Regions from separate parts of the Mus musculus genome. Here regions 1 and 2 are each linked to region 3. A link is a contact called in public Hi-C and HiChIP or PLAC-seq data. All regions are on one chromosome and are shown on one strand. The core of a region is the stretch at or near the end of the contact, and the rest is flanking DNA. Distances in the headings are between cores, read along the strand shown.

Region 1 (4,583 bases), core at 342-2,841, 200 kb before region 3:
AGTCAAGAGAGTTGTGGGGGGGAAATGAGGAAGTCTCCCCAGAGTGGCATGAAGTCAGCCACCAAAGTGATGGCTCCCAGAGGTGAAATGGCCTTGTGTTTGGGTGTGTGGGGGGAGGTGAGGGTCGGGGGTGGGGGGACTGGCTTTGCAGATCCAGCTTTGTGGGGGATGGGTCGGCTGACAACTGCGAGTTGCAGTCACACTCTGCATCCCTATTCACAATCCTCAACTCCACACCTGCCTGATATGTTGCGAGCCTCACTCCCGGTTTATTCCACTTTTCTCTTTTTGTCTGACCTTTAACTATTGCCCAAATTTATATTCCGATCTTATCCGAAACACATATACCATACAGCATCAAGATGCGGTAGAACTCAAACGAAGCCCACATCAAGAGCACGAAGAAGGGAAATAAAAGAAAGGAGGGGATGGGTGGGGAAGAACAGAAAAGGAAGTAAAAGGCAAGTAAGGTTTTAGCAGATTTCAGTTTTAGCCTTACTGCGTAAATCCGCTTTCATTTTTTCCTAAACAGCGCCACCTAGTGTCCATTGTAGCTCTCTGAGTTTTTTTTTCCTTTTACCTTTTCCTTTGGGTGGGGGCAGGGGCGGGGACCGCAAGGATCAAGGGAAAAGGGCGCGGATGCCCTAAGGTTGAAAAAAAAAAAAAAAAAAAAAAAAAAAAAAAAAAAAACCCGAGAAAGAAAACTCTCCAGTCTTGGCGTCATTGAAATTTTAAAATGGTATTTTGAAAACATTAAGTAAAAGGCTGTCAAGAGGCAAAAGTAATTTCAGATGTTTTACGAGATGACTGCTTCCGTACACTTTCTCAGGTTTATTGCTATCATCATTATTATAAACTTCCAATCGAGAATCTTTTGTATGTTTTCATGTCTGAGAATCATGAGAAAAAAAGAAATTTAAAAATTTTCCTCATTTCAGTGTCCAGCCCACCCACAGCGAAAACTGCGGGGGGGGGGGGGGGGAGACGTTGACATTTGCCTTTTGCTTAGAAAGTTTAGAGCTGGGAGGAAGAAAGGGTTAACAAATGGCAAACTAGTCGCTCTTTTTAGCGTCCTAGGCCATTTGTGGAGCAAACTAGGTAGCACGGACGTACACACACACACACACACACACACACAACGCGCACACACACACAGAGTCAGTATTCCGCCAAGAGCAGTGATTTAGCCTAAGAGAACCGTTTGGCCTTAAAATCATTTATATGCAACGGGGAGTTTATCAAGTCGAGGGAATCCTTGTAACGCAGACAGACTTCAGCAATATTTGCAGAGCAGGGCTGCCCGCTCCGCGGTCACTGCCTGAGGAGAGGTATCAGGCGGTGGTCAGCATCTGTGCTCCGCGTTTCTCAGCACACGTTAACAATCAAGTTAATTGAATTCATTGGAGTTTAGAAGCGGCCTCTAGCTCAGAGAGGGCTTTGAATGGCCAATTTCTCTCTCTTCCCCCCACTCCTCCCCGCCTCCCATCCCGCCCAGTCCCTCCCCTCCGGGTTCCCCAGTCTACACCTCCCTCCTCCACTCCCCTCACCCCCACTCCCTCCTCCGTCCTATTAAAACACCCACCGGCTCACTTGTTAAGACCCCCTTAAGTTGGAGGAGGCAGAAAGGCAACCACAGCGAAGAAGAAGGAGAAGTCAAGGCGTCTGGAAAGAATTACCCAGTCCTGGCTTCGAGCAGCCCATTGAACGGGGGACTTGAACCAGCCAAAGACTTCTTCATTCTGCTCTTGCTAGACTCTGCTGAGTCTTGACCCGGCTTGTAGGTTGATGTGAAAAGAGATTTTGTGTCGTCGGAGGGAAGGGGATTGGAGCAAATAGCAAAACAGGGGGAAAAGTTAATTTATTTTTAAAGCACATTTAACAAAAAGAATTAGAAGACTTAAGTGCAGCGGAAATAATAAAAGAGAATATTAGTGAAATTTCTTCTCAAAGAGGGGAGAACCAAGCATTTAAGGCTCCCCCATCTTTTTTTTTAAATGTTGTTTTTAAATTTCTTATTTTTTTTGGCCGGTCGTCTCAAATTCATCTGATTTCTTATTACCTCAATTTTGGAAACTTCCTTCCACGACCCTCCGGGACCACACAGACAGGCGGAGGACGAGTCTATGAGCAGGAGCTGAACAAGGTACGTTATACAGACGCGTTTGGGTGAACTTTGAATTCCCTAGATAGATTGGGGGCAGAGAAGAAATTATCAACAGAGCTTTAAAAAAAAAACCAACAACAAAAACCCCCTAGTTTCTATAGAAACATTTGAGGTCTGAAGTGTCCCCCAACTCCCCCCCCTCCCCCCCGCAACAAACTGCCCATGAGGGAATATTGCCAATCACTATCAAGTCTCGCAGCATACCCTGGGTTTTAATCATCCGGTGAAATCCGCTGCCTCTCTGGGCGCACAGGTAACTTGCGTGGCCAAGGAAAGCTGATTGTCCCGGGGTGTACTTTTCCACTGGGCATCTTCCCGAGCGTCAAAGGGGCTCCGGAGTCAGAAAACAAGGATTTCCACTGTGTACGGAAAATTCATCCCACAACTGTCCTTACCTTCCTACCCTTCCCTTCTTTCTCCCTCACCTCCCACCAGTATGTGGGCTGGACACCCTGGCACAGTTCTGTGCGGGGGTGGAGGTGGGGGTACAAACAAAACCGCTCAATTTTGGCTTAGACTGAAAGGGTTAAACGATCCGGGTTTCCAGCTACGTTAGGCTGGAAGAGACCCCAAGGAAAGTCCTGCGCCACCTCCTCGCGCTACCATCCTGGTTCAGCCACTCCCCCCTTTTCCCGGGCCTCCACTCCTTTGCAGTTTCCAAACTCCATTAAAGTGTCAGGCAGCGAGCATCCGGGCACAGCCACCCCGAGAAAGCCTTTCCTGGGGCAAGGGGTCCCTCACGCAGGCATTCGCCGCTGGGGGAGAGAAGAGAGCGCGCATCCCTCCTTGCGCTGGCCGGCCGGCCCGCACCCCTTGGGCAGGGCGTGCGCGCGGACAGCGCTGCGCTCCCGCAGCTGCACCAAGTCCCGAGCCAAATCCGACGTGGCACGGAGCACGCTGGCGCTTCTTTCCTCCGTTGCAGCTGGAGACGCTGTTGTGTGGGGGATTAGGGGACTCTGTCTCTAGCCCCTTGTCCGATGTGGGGTCGAGGGGCCCTGGGAGCCTGGGAAGAGGTGGGAAGAGAGCCAGACACGGGATAATCAACACCTTGGACTGAATTCGTCACGGTGGTTCCCGCCCAGAGTGAGCCAGGGCTTAGAAATCGGTCCCGGTGAACCAGAGGGCGGGTCTGAAAGGAGGGTCTGTGTAAGGGTGAGAACTTCGTGGCGACAGAGGCGGCTTCCTCTGGCCCAAGAAAGGCAGCCCAGGGGAAACAGCTCTGAAAGGACCATTAAGACAGGGCTGGAAGCATAGGCGGTGTCTGAGAACGAAGGCTTCTAAGACCCAGGTCTCATTACATAGTCGTAGGTGTAGGTGCCGTTTCCACCAGCACCTCTCTGGATATCCCCCAAACTCCCGGGCACAGTATTCTGACTCGGATACCCTTGCCACTAGATAGCCAGCTGCAACAACCGCGTCCTGGCTTGGGACTTGTAGAAGCCCAGGAGGCCCCGCCCCGCCCATCTCACTTCACTACCTCCTGGGACCCTTTACTGCCAAATGAGTCTCTGTAGCAGCTGCACAGAAACGCTACACACTCCTTCAACCCACGTGGCTGGGCTGGGATTGCATTTGATGTCACACCCTGGGAGGGGTGTGTGATGCAATAGATTTGGAGGCTCTGATTGGCTAGGAAGCTCCCCCTCCCCTCCCCAGCCAGAGTCCAGAGTTTATACACTTACTCATGGTCTGCTTAGTGTAAAGCAAACAGTAGATGGGCTTCCTTGAAGTGGGGGAGACCAGCTTCCCAGGCCATTGGAGATTTCAAGGCTTAGCCTGGGATTTCCCTCTGAAGAGAGGCGTAAGGCAGTGTACCTTTGGAGGTTTTAAATCTAGGTGTGATGCTTTTTTTAATAGATTCTTTTAAGAATAAATATGTGAATGGTCAATACATATTTGACCTGAGAATATACGGTTTTTGTTTTTGTTTGTTTGTTTTTAATTGAAGGGTGTATTTCCGTGGAATGAGCTAAAACACATATCCAAGCCCAGGAACCTATTTATGGATGACATTTTACATTTTGCAAAAAAAAAAAAAAAAATAATTGGGTTGAAAAGAACCCAAAATTTAAATCTTTGTCTTTTGTCGTGCAGCTTATGCAAAATGATTCATTCATAAACTTAATGTTTACATCTTCCTAGGTAAGATTAGTAATTCAAATGAGATCGTGTTTTTCTTGCATATTAATAATTTTCCCAAAGGTGTTCTAGTAGATAGAAAGGTTTTTAATTTTAATTTCATTTTAATTTTCAGTGAAAATTTGTAGACATAAAGCACAGATGTGGTATATATGTTATGTGTCACGTGTTTGCAATTCTAGACAAACCCAAGTCCTGTATGGAGATTCTGAACTAAAGCCTTGTATCTGGAATATCATCTTTCCCATTCTTGTTCCCATACACATTACCAGAGTTAGCT
Region 2 (4,852 bases), core at 628-3,127, 150 kb after region 3:
GAGAGAGAGAGAGAGAGAAGAAAAAGAAAAATTGAAATCAGCAAGGAAACGAAAAATTTAAATATTGCACATCTATACAATACTGACTGTAATATATATATATATATATATATATATATATATATATATATATATATATGGACTTCATTGTAGTCTCATTGTATCCTTCTTTTCAAAGGAGAGACTGAGAAACTGAGGCACCAGGAAGACATAGAACACGATATAATAAGATCCAGGAATTGTACTGCTCAGGCTCTTGACCACACTGCCTTTAACTTCTCCTCTGGAAGGCCAAGAAATTTTAATATACATGATTTCAAATTGAACACACTGATCTGAATTCCTTAAGAGACCTCTACCCCAACGAGAAAAAAGTATTTCCCATCTTAAATGAAAAAATTGTTTGCATCTTATGCCTGGCTACTTTCCCAGTCTTGTTTTCCTTCACTTTAAGACTTTAATAATTTCTTCGACTGTCAATGCCAATGCATGAGTGCCCCTGACTGCACCATGAAAATACCTTTAGAATCGCTCCTTCCATCTTTCCACTCTATTTTGTATATATGTATTTACACCTATCATTTATTATAACATAAATGTACTTGCCATATAAGTTTCGATTTTTGTTATATTGTACTATGCTTCATATTTATGCCTATGTGTAAGACAAGTACTTTTAAAAAAATACACAATTGAATGATAAGTTACATTTTTAAATTATTTTTTATCAGACATAATACAAAACCCAACTCAAACTGTGTCAAACAGTAAAACGTAAATGTGTGTGGTGAAAGAAAGACCTTTGTTTTCGCTCAGAAATAGATGGTAGCCATTTCTTTCCAGCCCATTGCTTCCTCAGACATGCCAGCTTTAACACTAGACTAACTTCCCTAAGTGATCACAGTATGGCAGGTTATAATTTACAGAGCTATAAAAGTAGTCCACTCTGTATGCAGGAAAAAAATGCCATTTTTCTCCCAACTGAACTAACAGTATTCCTACCTTTATTCTGCTAAGATTGACCTAAGTAGGCATAACCAAGAAAGTATTTTATACATATCAACTTAAGCCTAATTGAAGTGCCCAGCCCTAACCTGAGGATGTATGTAGATGAGAATTAGCTAATACTGTGATTCTCAACCCAGGATTGTTAGCAAATCCATTCTCCCTCAATCATGTGTTTAATACACAAGAGTGGCATAGGGTAAATGCTGAGAGTAAATCAAAGTTTATCGTATGTAGCAAGAATGAGTGGATAGATTTTATTTCTGAGTCATTTCCTCAGTCTACCTGAGACTCACTAATTTATATTGAACAAAACTTTATTTTTAAAGTTCTGATAGTTAGCATGTCAAAAGATTAAGAATAGGCACCTGGCAAACAAACAAACAAACAAACAAACAAAAAAAAAAACCCTTCCAGCTTATGTCATGCCATGGTAGAAGGAAGAAGAATCAAGAATGACAGATATTAAAAAAATAAATAAAAAGGTGAGAGGCAGCAAAGAGTGAGGGAGTTCTTGACAGTATCACAATGAAAATTCAGTTGTAACCTTTGTAACCATTCAATAGTGGAGTACCATGACACTCTGCCCATACTTTCAAACGGTCTTTTATAGCGATAAGTAGAAGGTAATGTGGTGTTGCAGTCTGCTGTCTTATTGTAATTCCCCCACTCCTGTGCAGCCCAGTAAAATACAGAAAGTCCCTAGAGCCTTCACTTCACTGACAATCTCACAATGCCCTTAAAAACTGGGCCAAGGATTTCTCTCCAAATCAGAAGATCCAATTTTCCCAAGGGGTGTCTGGGACAGACAGGAAATTGTTATTAACCAAATGACTCACATGCTGAATCACAAAACAAGAACCATTTGGGGAAAGGTCGCCCCTCTTGGCTGTAACTGCAGAATGTGTTTCCAGTTAAGTAGACACCCTGAGGCCCCAGTGACAAGAAGCCAAGACTGACCAACATCATCTTAGCAGCACTGCTGATGCTTGCGTTGGGATGCCTCACAACTCAAGCACCCCTACACCATTTGGAGTTTTGCATCTTTGAAATTCCCAAGGAAATGTCCTCTGGAGAAATTACAAAACTTCCTTGATGCCAGGAACCCAAATGTATGTTTCAAGGAAAGGCTAACAATTCTCCACAAAGATGTCAACTCCCAGAGAGGTTCCATAGCCAGTTATTTCATTTCTTTACTTCCGAATGATTTACACATTATTTTCTTGCTGCCCTACAGATGAGTATTTATTTGCTTTATTATTTAAATATACTGATGTCTAGAGTGATAAATCAAAGTGTAGTTCAACAAAGGATAAAACCTGGAAGCTTAAGTTAAAGTATGAGTGTTATTTTTCATCCAGGTACACTGCTCTAAGATTCAGTAAGTACTCAGTGTCTTTCCCTTTGAACATATTAACTAAGAATCCTCAGATTTTATCTCCCAGGACATTATTCTGCCATCCATTCATTTATAGTCTCATTTACAGAACACAAATATATTGAATGTCTATTATGTGAATACATTCAAAGATATATGATGAGTCAACTGACTTGGGTCTGACCTCAAAGAATCATGTCTCAAGTTTTGGTCCTTCCCCTACCAGTTCTGTGGGAAAGAGTATCCCTCCTTCATTGAGTCTGAGAAGAGGCTGATAGGCCAGAGAGGTGATGGACTTAGGTATCTCTGCTGTTGTCTCCACTCTTTTAGTTTCCCACTGGACTAGGACCAGGTTTCAAGGTGTTAATGCTCCCTTGATTGTCGACATCTCAATACAGAGGAGATCTCTGAAATTTTTCCTGTAGTTAGTTCTTTCTTTGTTTCAGTGCTAGAAAGCACTCCACAAGTTAAGCAAGTGCCTTACCACTGAGCAACTAACCACAGCCCAGGAGCTGTTAAACTGCGTAGTTAATTACATACTCAACTACAGTAGTAAGAGAGGACATGAAATTACTTGCAACTAGTAATAATCGCCCTATTCTCTGCTCAATTAACTTCCCTGGATAGGAAGAGCTAACTTAGAGTTCTCTCTTGGACAAACTAAACAGTCTGGATACACTTTAATTTATGCCACTGACCCTGAAGTTCAATCATAGTTTTTATTTAAACTTATACCTTTTAGAAAGCCCAATTAATTTAATCATGTGGCAGGTAACTCACACAGTTACCTTTGAGCTCCAAACAGTAAATCTAATGATTCTTTTTGTCAGTGCCATTTACACCCAATTAAATTGGTATTCTCAACACTTAAGCATGAGTGTCTACTAGACTGATAAAGAAAGATTCATGAGTTATCCACATTTAATGATTCAGCTGTTGTTAGAGAGGGGACCCAGCTAGGGGGAGGGGGAGGGGGAGGGGCAAACCAGTTTCTTTTTTCCAACTTTCTCTCTCTCCATAGAGAAGAGAGCTTACAATGCACCACAGTGTGTGAACAGAGCTGTGTGCAGTGTTACCATTGAGCAATAATAGATGACTTGTGCTCCCCAGACTTAACAGGCCAGTGAGCAGCATCAAGCTGCAGATGGACTGCTCTGAGGCTGCCACGCACTAAAAAAGGATGAGAAATAAAAGTGTCTACGGCTATTGTAGACATATTTACTCCTTGGTAGGCGATTCCCATAGCGACAACAACAACAACAAGAAACTGTTACTGCTAATGGAGGTGGGAAGTTTTCACTGCAAAAGGGTGTGATAATGGCCCAGGACCTGAACCTTATCTGCATGCAACCACCCCCTCTAGTGATAATTTAGTGAATGGACAGGCTTTTTCTAGTTTCCTTTGGCAACAAGTTTCTCATTGCCATATGTTATGGCTCTTAGCTCCAAAAGCATAATATTGTTACATTAAATTAGCATGACTTATTTTTAAGATACTTCTAAAACTTCATTGTTGTGGGTCACTTGGTTCTTGCTTTCTGAGTCTCCCCCCTGCTTTTTGTATTTTAACTTGAATCTAGGAAATATCCAATTTGCTGGAATGAAAAAAGACTTCTCAATACCCTTGTCTACATGCCCCTTCTGGAAAGCCAGATAAAGAGTAAAATACAACACAAAGGACTACTAAATTCATGGGATCACTGTTATTTCTTTCTAGGAAGAGGGCCTGAAATATTCTTACAATCTTAGTGATCTCCCTTTGTGCCACTGTTTCTCCGACTTTCTCAACTCTCTCACCCCGTGACTATATCCAAGCAATGTCCAATGCAAAATCCTCGGTCTTCAGGGCAGGATTCACTACCCAAAAGTGCTCATGGGAGAGGCTAAATATAGTTACAAGAATACATATCTTCATACCCATACCCTTCCATAATCTCTCAGACTTTACAAAAGGCTCCAACCTTCCAAGAAGTCCCGACTCAAGTCTCAGTCTCTCCACTGTTCCATAATGTAGGATTTTATAAGCTTTTCTTTTTATTTCTACTTTCTTTGGGAGCCATGAAATGTATTCTTCTGCTACTGTTCTTTATATGAGTATTTGTGAACTCTTTGCAATAATGACTTCCTTGGCAACAAGACCCTTTTTGAATTCTCTATTTAACTGTAATTGTCCAGATGATGAGATTTTTATTTGATTGATTTTTACAAGTAATTTGTTGGGATACATTTTTCTAAGAGAGCTATTAGACAATGGGAAACCCAAGTTCCTTGTGAGATACAGATTCCTGGCTACTGCTCCAGGAAGGCATAATGACAGGAGACACTAACAATGAAGAAAACAGAGAGAAACAAAATTGTATCTCCAACAAGGGAGCAATAGCACGATACATTGTGGGGAATTCTCTAGACTAAAGCTTCCTAGTACATCCTCATGAAAGTGCTGCAGCTTTACCCCCCCCCCACACACAC
Region 3 (4,411 bases), core at 1,848-4,347:
TGTGTGACATCAAACTCATGTTTATACAGGATGCACTAATTGACAAAATGGGTTACAAATGAGTGAATGAGTTATTGAAATGAAATGAAATGAGTTGCAGTGATATTTCAGGGAAAAATAACCTAGCAAGGTAGTGGTCATGGAGTTGTGATTCTAATCAAGATCTGCTATCTTCAAGGATTTGTATATTTTAAGGCCTCTGGATTTAAATTAAGATAACATGCTACAATTCACAGTTAAAATTGTTTGTGCTTCACTAGTCAAGGTCAGGAAACTATTTTTTGTTTTTAATTTCACTTTTAGAAGCAGCTTCCTTTTGAGCCCTCAACAGCCCTCTCTGGTCTCTATTCACGTCTGTAGGAAGAGAGTCAAAAAGACATGTACAATAATAAAAGTTCCAAATATGTAAGTTTTGACTCATTATTTATTTTTTGAGGCTCTATTGAATACCTCAAACACATGAAAAATATTTTCTCAAAACAAAATATGAGATGACAAAAGACATATATAAAGAAATGACTGAATTTTACGAAAGTTGAGTAACATGTACATGTAAATTAGAAAGAGGTTCAGAGCAAGACATCATGCCTGTCCGACATAAAGATTCATTCTCTGAACTATACACTAAACAGTCTTATGCTCCTTGCGATGAGAACCCAGTGTTGGTCTGGTGTACTTTCTTTATCACTTCTCAAGGACTATCTCTGTGGTGTGTTTGCTACACTTGCTGGAGCCTGACAACCTGCATATATCATTTAGGTGCACTACATAATGAAACCTGAAAAGTCAGCCTAATTGTTTCTGTCCCTGTGCTTAACCTGCAAAATGCACACAGCACTTCCCCCTTGCCATGTTTGTACAAAGAACAGACAGCCCAGAAGACCTATCACTAGGCTTACATACATAATGTATGGTCCACTGGAGAGTTTCTGGTGGGAAGATTATGATATTCTCAGTAAATACATGACATATCACAGAGGTCTGACCTCTGTGTACCTCTCTGATCTTGGCATCCCCTACCCCACCCAGTTCCTCTGCAACTTAAGTATAATCTCCCAGAATTTTCACTAGCAGCTATATATGTTTCTCATTTTGCCTTGTAAGTTCTCCAGTGTTATTAGCAGCTCATTGAGAAGCACCTACAGGTGTACCTAGGGTCTGAATGAATGCTCTTGCCAGCTCACAGGTTCTAGACAATGAGACAAAAGAGTCAGTGTGTAGAGAAAATCCTTCCTTTTCTCAGATCTCAATAGACCCTTCTTCATAGGTCTTGGGTAATGATGGGTCTGGGCATATGGAGATAGCACATAAAGCTCTCAGTGATTCAAGTTTCTGGGCTTTCATAGAAGGGTAATTGTTCTCTCATATCTGCCTCACGAAGGGCCTTAATTCTTCATGCCACTGTTTTTTTTTTTTTTTTAATTTCAGTTTATGTAACAATTTTAGCTATGTAAAGCAGAGAAATAAAAGTCATTAAAGCACTAGATTCTAAATAATCAACAGATATATATTAGTTATCTGCATGGCAGTTTGTGCATGTAACAATTGGGACCAGTGGTATTCTTTCAGGATTTCTCCATGGCCCTTAAGCTGCAGTCTAAGCAGCCTCTCTTCTGACGATGACGATGTCATTACATCATTCATGGGCTTGTTGTCGGTGGAATTCTCTTATGTGTGGCCCTTCTTTGATAACTCTTTATGGAAAGAGGGACTGAGATGCAATCATCTCTTTCTTCTTCTCTGGCAAAGGACAGACAAAAGAAAAATTGGCTAGATCGAGACACATGTAGGCAGAGGAAAGGAATTTGGAGGAGAAAGAATAGTCTGGGTAATTTGGGATTGATTAATATCATGGTGTTATTTTAAGCCTGGGAAGGGAGTGGGATGAGAAAGCTTCAGGCTGATCCTAGAGGACATACACATTTAGGAGGAAAATCCACAGAGGGATGGAAACAGAGTCACTGGAGATAAACCCACAAAGCCAGAGACACACGGGATTCTGCCAGAAAAGAGGAAAGTGGCAGCCTGCCCTCACAGTCTTTCCATAGTGATGCAACTACGTACCTTAGAACACAAATATTTGGCAAGAATGCTTATGATGCCACCTCAGGTTGCTACTCTGATTCAGTCCAGATTTGTGTTGTCATAGCAGCCACCTCAGAGAACCAGAGGCGAACAAGATTCAGAAAACATACTGAGAGTGGAATTTTGAATTCTTCTGTGTGGGCTGAAGTACATAGCTCAGTCTGAACAAGTATTACCATGTCCCACACTGGGATGTTATATGCAGTAATGAATAAATCCTTACGATAAAGCCCTCTGTAAATATGAAGTGCTATTGAGATGTAGAGTAATACACTGGACATCTTTGTTTTCCATCAGACACATCCCATGGGATATTTTCTTCCTTCCAGAACATGGACACTCCACAGAGAGTGCATCTGGCGACTCTGACTCTGCCAAGAGTTCAAAAGCAAATTGTTCTAAGGTGAATGGCTGAGAACTAGTGTGCAAAGGTAGTAAAAGACATGGATCTCTGCTGCCTGAAGGTTAAAAGATGCACCAAAATGTACAATGAGGTAGGTGTTTTCCCCTGGGAGAATGAAAGGAAGAAACATTTCTGACTACCCTTCCCCCAAGCCCCTTTGCTTACCCTCCCAAAAAAATTGCACTTGACTAATGTAACTTTGTTTTGATTTCCTGAGTGGTCTTGGGTTACCTAATATCTGGCTTGCTTCCATAGATGGTTCTTTCTTAGATCTACCAAGCAAAACTCATGCTTAAGCCATTTTCATTAGGAGCTGAGCAGTACATGATCAGAAATGGCCTCATGAAATGTCATGATTAGAAGAGATCAAAGGCCCAGCTTCATTGGTGTTGCCTGCTTCTCTCTACTTCGTCAACCCTCTGAACCTGACCAAGCCCCAGCTCTCCAGCATTTGCACAATCTGGGAAAGATAATTTCTCCAGAGAAGTCTTCTTGAAAGCACATGGCTTGCAGGTTTTTCACGTGGCCCACGTCACAGTCCCTGGGCTGAATGGTCTATCTGTTCTCTGAAGAGAACCTGTGCTTGGTCACTACAGCTGCTTTTACAATGGCTTGTAGTGCTGAATGGGATTTTAATTAACACTGTGGCTAAAAGCAGTTCTCTGAGCCAGCCTTTCCTCAGCATACTGAGTCATTTCAGATGCAATCCTGGCCAAATCCATTACCAAAGCTGTGCTCTGTAATTGTGCTGTAAGGACATTGTCCTTCATCATGGAAGACCTCCGTTTAAATTCTGGCTCCTTACCTCTCAGAGCCTTGCATTTTCAATATAAATTTGAGATATTGCTACCCACCTCCAAGAAATGTTATCAATACTAAATGAGACAACGTTTGGAATATATACAGAGTATTACCTGGCCACAAAGCTCCCAATAAGTGTTCACTCCATCTGTTTACCCTTTCAGTGCTTTCTTATTGTTCTAGAAAAGGTCTATGCAAAGCTCTGACACAGTAACTGTTTTCTGGAAACTGTTTCCAATTTCTCAGCCACAGCTGCCTCCAACTTTCCTTTTGGATTCAAACCCCAGTGAGGAGTGGAGGATGTTTCCTTGGATTAGCAGTTTGGAGCCAGGCAAACCTCAGTCCTTCCCACAAGCTCAGAGAAAAGGATGTCTGCTCCCAGTCTGAACAGCAAGAGACAGAGTGGAAAATCTAGCTTTCTGCACTATGGCACGAACTGAGACAGAGTAGAGTTGTGGTAAGGTTTTTCTCATTCTTTTTTCAAAGTACTTATTTTTATACTATTATTTTTGTGTACGTATGTTTGTTTGAGGGAATGCCACATGTGTACTCAAAAGCCAGAAATATCAACAGCTACTTTGGAAATGGAGTTATAAATAATTGTGATCCACTGACATGGATGCTGATATTCAAACTCGGGTCTTTCAGAAGAGCAGTAAAAGCTTTTACTCCCTAAAACATGTCAGCAGACTATATATATATGTATATATATATACACACACACACATATATATATATATTGATGAATAACTTCTATGTAAAAATGTTTTAACATTGGAAAATATGTGTATATATATGTGTATATATATGTGTATATATATATATATATATATATATCAAATAAACACAATCACCACACCCAATTTCAACCATTAAGTATAGTTTGGGTTATTTTCACAAATGAAGTGGAAGAGTGTTTTCTTAGTATTCTTGTGGAAATCTCATTTTACATTGAAAATTCTTCCTCCCATCTTTGCAGTGTCCATAGCTTTTCTATACTATAACAATAATAAAATAAAACTGTAGCAGATGATCTTTTTATATTGCCACCAATTGTCATCATCAATTTGCAATGGACTCCAGGTGTTCACCCCCTTCCAGGGACTATATAAACCAAGAGAC

Evidence for each region. Hi-C and Micro-C count contacts between places; a contact is called where the count stands out from the background. HiChIP or PLAC-seq counts read pairs in DNA pulled down with a chosen protein or histone mark.
Region 1: a contact with region 3 is called in an H3K27ac HiChIP or PLAC-seq map of neural progenitor cells, with 6 times the contacts expected there. The contact joins the promoter of Has2 here to the enhancer-like site in region 3. A contact is called at or near these places in 6 of 39 promoter capture datasets (the 3T3-L1 cell line, 3T3-L1-derived adipocytes, frontonasal cranial neural crest and 2 more), 1 of 15 datasets of contacts at CTCF or cohesin (the NIH/3T3 cell line), 5 of 484 Hi-C or Micro-C datasets (adipose-derived mesenchymal stem cells, embryonic fibroblasts, uterus and 1 more) and 1 of 115 datasets of contacts at active chromatin or transcription factors (neural progenitor cells).
Region 2: a contact with region 3 is called in a Hi-C map of the N1E-115 cell line, with 2.4 times the contacts expected there. The contact joins two enhancer-like sites. A contact is called at or near these places in 1 of 39 promoter capture datasets (the 3T3-L1 cell line), 12 of 484 Hi-C or Micro-C datasets (3T3-L1-derived adipocytes, the C2C12 cell line, the N1E-115 cell line and 8 more) and 1 of 115 datasets of contacts at active chromatin or transcription factors (fibro-adipogenic progenitors).

The regions. Positions count from the first base shown.
Region 1 is chr15:56,691,554-56,696,136 of GRCm38.p6, reverse strand. It overlaps Has2 (hyaluronan synthase 2), which reads left to right and starts at 1,591. Exons shown (of 4, transcript NM_008216.3): 1 at 1,591-2,143. It overlaps Has2os (hyaluronan synthase 2, opposite strand), which reads right to left. Exons shown (of 4, transcript NR_002874.2): 2 at 2,369-2,523; 3 at 2,060-2,182; 4 at 1,677-1,774.
Region 2 is chr15:56,343,341-56,348,192 of GRCm38.p6, reverse strand. No RefSeq gene overlaps it. Among named protein-coding and RNA genes, the nearest start is that of Gm41326, 64 kb to the left of the region's middle. Within about 2 kb of position 1,877, at least 13 of the 459 cell types and tissues checked have an H3K27ac peak or open chromatin away from gene starts, as enhancers often do. A contact at or near this core is called in the C2C12 cell line, the N1E-115 cell line, fibro-adipogenic progenitors and 1 more, where this site is marked.
Region 3 is chr15:56,496,642-56,501,052 of GRCm38.p6, reverse strand. No RefSeq gene overlaps it. Among named protein-coding and RNA genes, the nearest start is that of Gm41326, 89 kb to the right of the region's middle. Within about 2 kb of position 3,097, at least 30 of the 459 cell types and tissues checked have an H3K27ac peak or open chromatin away from gene starts, as enhancers often do. A contact at or near this core is called in the C2C12 cell line, the N1E-115 cell line, fibro-adipogenic progenitors and 2 more, where this site is marked.